Linked DNA regions of Rattus norvegicus: region 1 is linked to region 2. A link is a contact called in public Hi-C data. All regions are on one chromosome and are shown on one strand. Each heading gives the region's core, a stretch centred on a gene start, on an enhancer-like site or on the middle of the called end of the contact. The rest is flanking DNA. Distances are from core to core; before and after follow the strand shown. Region 1 has its middle 230 kb from the start of Tab2. Region 2 has its middle 79 kb from the start of Tab2.

Region 1 (2,700 bases), core at 148-2,647, 150 kb before region 2:
CAAAAAAACCCGTGTTTGAACTAGAAGCAGAGATCCAGATAATACTCGAAGTACATTTTCAAGGGACACAAAGATGCTATGTTCATAACTGCTAAATATGGCACCAATAAGGAAACATCCTCTGCGGGGTTCGAACTGCCGCCCAGTGGGATGGCTGGGCCATGTGAGGGTAGATCCAAAGCGGGAAAGCCACTCTACCCTTGGTGCAGATCTGTTTTATCCTAGCCGAAAAATAGGAAAACATTCCCAAAGCCTGCGTTACGTTCTGATGGAATGCAGAAACAGCCGTGCTCAGGAACACAGACAGGTTCCCAGACTTCTTAACGCTGGGACCCTAGAAACAGTCCCTCACGGGGTGGTGACCCCCACCATGAACGGATTTCATTGCTACTTCACAGCTGTGCTACTGTTATAAATCACAATTTAAATATCTGATATGCAGGATATCGGATATGTGATACCCTCCCCCCCAAAAAGGGGATCACAACCCACGGGTCAAAAAGCTTGTGTGAGTCTAAATCCATCTCCCTATTTTTCATTGTTTACTAGAGACAAGCTAATGTGGGATGTTTATTTTACCCCAAAGGCAATGAGGAGCCTTGGACATTTCAGAACAGAAAAGTCACCGGAAGTAACTGCTTTTCCTTTCTCGGAGTTAATTAGTAGGTTAGGTGATTGTCCTCGTTCCCACCTTATTGTCTTCTCTACAGTTTCTGATTTCTAAGCAGCCCCTAGGGCTCTTCATCACTGCCTTCTGTCAGCTTGCGCAATGGCCATCACTCAGGAAATGAGACTGAGTGAACTCTGCCTCCTGCTGGCTTAACGGACTAGGGAATTGCAAAGGCAAACTCACCTTGTGCACTTATGCGCTGTGCAGGGGAGGAAAGACAGAAGGCAGAAACTGAGGCTGCTGGGAGACGGATTTCCATGAGCGGTAAACTGTTCTTTCAAATCATCTATTGAACCAAATAGGGCAAGCAGACTAAGTGGCATTAACTCAGTCTTTCCAGCTTGAGAAGCAGCATACAGGAAATGCCTGTGTGCGAGAGCCGACCAGCATAGGCCAAAGACCAACAGGGGCAGAAGACTCATTGCCGGATGTTCGAGTGATAAGATCCCTCCTCCCACCTTTGTTTTACTGTCCTTTATGGTGGGCTGGGCTCCCAGTGGCCATCTTACCTCTGTAGCCATAAGCCGCTAAGACCCAATTCCCCTCTACTCAGCTCCTGAGGACAACATACATCTAAAATCTTCTACAGGCAACATGACATAGAAGAGGAAAGTGGAGCAGTTCGGCTCTAATTTTCTCTCCCCAAAATGCACAGAGTTTCTTTGTTTTTGCCCCACCACCCCACCTTAACACATGCCTTTTCTGGCCATCTAATTCCTTTTCTCTTTCAGGAATCATTACTTGACTCCGGGCAAGCATGTACAGACAGCAGAGCACTGACTCACAACAGTCAGCGAAGTGATTTATTTCATTGCTGTAGCCAAGATGAAGGGTCAAAGGTCATCCTCTCACGGCGGGGGAGGGTGGGGGTGAGGGTGGGGGTGGGGTAGGTACAGACCTGTTGGCGTGGAACTCACCCAAAAGCAAACATGTGACTTTAGGATCCCAAGGGCCAGCCTCAAACACACTGTAACTAATTGTTTACAGAGTTACATCCTAGAAAAGTAAACGTTAGATCTATCTTACCGCCCTCATGCCCAGTCTTTAACTTGTCCACCAGTTCTCTTGCCGAAGCCATTAGAAGCTATGAGGCTTCCAGAGTTATAAATGCATTAGTCAGTTAACCCCTGATGATGGTAGACATCAGCCAATGTCTGGGCCTTAATATACATTCGTTTTCAATGTAACATCGAAAGGTGCTAAATTGTATATAGTTCTTAATTATGTTTTAGAATCTGGACACTGACAATACAATGCAAATATACTGCACTGGATATCTTAAGAATTGGAGGTAAATTTTTAGTTTAACATAATCATTATATGATTGCATAGCACCCTAATATGTTTGAAAATGTTGTCGTGTATGTTCTATCAAACTCAGATGTAGTCAGTTTTGTGGCTTAGGAAACTACAGAGAGGCAAAAGGTTTATACTGTCATGTTGTCACACAGTTGTAGTAGAATTAGTTCTAGAATCCCCCCTGTTTAAATACCGTTTGCCTTCCTTCTATATGAATTAAGCTGCCAATGTGCCAGAAATTTTCATTTTTCTTTAGTCATGGAACATAACTTCAGAGTTCACTAGCAAGCTGGTGGGAGTCTAGCATTCGAACTCTTGGCCTAGAGCTCAATGGAACAGCAAGACAGCCAGAGGGAGGCTCAGCCCTCAACCTGCACAAAACCGAACTGTAAGAAACAATAACTCCTTGTTTGGGATTCTGTTTTTTTTTTTTTTTTAAGTCTAATTGCAGAAGATAACCTGGCCTAAGGTTTCACCTGGTGTGGTCTTTCCCTCTTGCCATCACTTTAGCACAATTCTTAGTCTTGAGGAGGTAAAGGGAAAAAGAAAAACAAGAACATCAGTATGTCTGGATTAAGACAAAGGTTCATTGAGTAGAAATAAGAAAAATGTTCCTTCTCCCACTTGCAGATCAAAGTGAAATACTTGGGGTCAGAATATTGGGTGGAAAAGCGCCGGCCAGCATGGGTGGGGGTTGAGTGTGGGAGGGGTGGGAGATGAAGGAGGACGGA
Region 2 (2,700 bases), core at 14-2,513:
AGTGCGTGGGGGAAAGGGCTACAGACTTTAAAATTAACAGTATCAGCTTCCTGAGCTGGAGACTGGAGCCAAGCTCACTGATCCATGCGATGGTTGGCTCCAGTTCCTGAACGATAAGCTAATCAATTGTTCTAACCAGCCGCAATCCATCCAGCACAGGGACCTCGGCAAGCTGAATGATTCTGTAGCTCTTTGCCCTATGAGGCTATGATGCAGATGGGCTGTAGTGAACAGAGGGTCTACTTTTGTTCTGCCTTCCTGTTAATACACTGGCATTCACAGGAAAGGTTGGGAAACGGCCTTAAATGTGTTGGCAGGATCAGGTGGATCCTGGCATTTCGGGAGAACTGAAAGCAGGGTCCTTCCTGGGTGTACTGGCTGCCCTTACCTTTTTGGCAAGAGAGCAAAGAACCGTAGGAGGGAATCAGAGCTCACTCCCTGGACAAGGCAGCCCGCTTTCAACTGATGATCACAGAAGGAAGGAAAGCCTTTGTGAGTTAGAAGGCAAACCTCTTTGCCGTCAGGACACTTAGGCTGTATCCTAGGTGGCCACTCTAGCCTTGAAGCTTTAGCAAGGCAATTCATGTGCTTCTGGGCTTTTATGTTTGTATCTGAGGAATGTTGAGGCACGAGAACAAACTGTAGACAATGACTCCCTTATACTGTACATGGAGAGGGCCGGGGAGATGATGATTAATGACCACATGCCTTGTGAACTTGAGCAGTAACCACTTGAATGCCAAAGACTTTAGGAAACGGGTAGAAAAGGTGGTTAGGAAAGAGCCTGCCCCTTTCGGTTGTATGCGGATGAAATTAGATGCTTGACTGCATTTTGCAAGCTGTCTGCAAAGGTGTAAGTCACTGATCTGTTATTTGTTTTAATTTCCCTTCAAGTTAAATCTCAACTTGATTTGAGAATGATGCTTGAAGGAAGCTTAATACATTTTAAATACCTTTTCTCTATAATATTGACAGACTGAGGAGAATACTTAATACAATTCTGAATGAGAAAAGAAAAGAAGGAGAACATGAATATTTCTAAAGAATGTAGAAGATTTTTAGTGCAGATATAAAGGGGAAAGCAGGCATAGTGAAGAGTCCAGGCTGAACACTGTCAGTAGACTAAACAGGACCATGAGAGAAGAGAAGGGGAGAGAGAACAAGAGAGTAGCCACAGAAGAAGAAAGGCATTCTGGGCCAAGAAACCAAGAGACCGGGTCAGCAAAAATGGCTGTTGCACAGGGATCGGGCTGGGGGAAAGGACACAGAAGCCTGGCCCCTGGGAGGGAGGGGCTTAGGAGAGGGGGCGGGGTTAGAAGTGTTGGAAGGAGCTACCAGTACGGAATGAAACCTGTCCCGAGTTTCTTTGAGACCTAACAAATACATGCATCTGATTTCTCTTGGAAGAAAAAGAATTGAAGTAAGCTAAGATGGAGTTCCTATGTTATAGTTTTAAGCCATGTGTGAAACTCTCGTTTGGAAAGTCGGTAAGTGGGGAGAAGTTAAAAAGGTGTTTCTGGTCCTCTGTAGGAAACTCATGTATCTTGGGGAGGGAAGGACATTTAGACCTCTTCTTCTAACCGACATTTCTCAGCTTGGGAAAAGGCACAAAGAAGCAAGGAGCAACTGGCCCTTACACAGAGTAGGGGAGAGGGTTGTCAGTTCTGGACCAGGGCTCCCTGTACTGTATTCCTGGACAGAGGATGGCAGCTGGGACACATGTTGGTCCCAACCAGACAGAGATGTTGAAGGGAGGAGGAGGAAAAAGGGGGGGAAGCATGGTAGGGATAAAAAGAACAATGGGAGAAGTATGCTGTGGGGATGGGGCACATGAGGTGGACCTCCCTGGGCCAGTGGTCCACACACAGAGCTGGAAGCCTGGAAGCACAATGAATCCTGTGAGATGAGGAGGATCCATGCTCTCCCAAGAGGGATGAATCCCTACACTGGATTGCCTTGTAAGCGACTTCAGAATAAAACAAGTCCAAGAATACATGTCTTGTATCCTGTCCCCTGCTTAAGGGTTCACAGTTAACTAGCAGGTATTGCCTCCTCCTGTCCCAACACATAGTAGAGCTTTGGGGCAGCTTCATACATTCTGTAGTACACAGTATACCTACCTAGCCTTATACTCTATGCCTGAATAGCTAGGTACTTATGGAAGAACATTAACCTGAGCGTATGGGGAGAGCTCATAAGAACAAATAAAAAAGTAAAAATAGCCAATAAACTAGTAAATGAGACAGTGACTGCCTGGCAACAAGTCAGTAAAACGGCTTCTCCAGTAGCTGGGGCTACTAACATGGCGACAAAAATCTCAGCATACAGGCAAGTTCCTCTCACCGCCTCACCGTCCCAGCTCTACACTTCCTTGGGTGGATTCCTTCTAACAAGAACGCCCACAAGTCTCACCTCCAGAGAGTAGCAAGCCAACCTGGCTTTACCCCTTACAGAGTTGGCCAGGACCAAGCAACCAGCTCCTACCTTTATGTCTAATTGGCACACATAAATACCACAGTAGAATCATGCATCTGTCTCCTCCATTGTATGACAAAGCCTCATACCATCCAGACTGTATCACCCGTGTCACCAGCACAAAACCACAGCCTAACACAAATCCTACATGACCACGCCCAATGACCCACAGACCAGCATTCTTCAGAAGGAAATCCTTAAACTGGAACTTTTTTTTTTTCCTCA

The links. Hi-C and Micro-C count contacts between places; a contact is called where the count stands out from the background.
Region 1: a contact with region 2 is called in a Hi-C map of the A7r5 cell line, with 2.3 times the contacts expected there. The contact joins two enhancer-like sites. A contact is called at or near these places in 2 of 12 Hi-C or Micro-C datasets (the A7r5 cell line and Schwann cells).

Annotation. Positions count from the first base shown.
Region 1 is chr1:4,475,433-4,478,132 of GRCr8, reverse strand. No RefSeq gene overlaps it. Among named protein-coding and RNA genes, the nearest start is that of Tab2, 230 kb to the right of the region's middle. Within about 2 kb of position 1,397, at least 2 of the 93 cell types and tissues checked have an H3K27ac peak or open chromatin away from gene starts, as enhancers often do. A contact at or near this core is called in the A7r5 cell line, where this site is marked.
Region 2 is chr1:4,322,999-4,325,698 of GRCr8, reverse strand. No RefSeq gene overlaps it. Among named protein-coding and RNA genes, the nearest start is that of Tab2, 79 kb to the right of the region's middle. Within about 2 kb of position 1,263, at least 4 of the 93 cell types and tissues checked have an H3K27ac peak or open chromatin away from gene starts, as enhancers often do. A contact at or near this core is called in the A7r5 cell line, where this site is marked.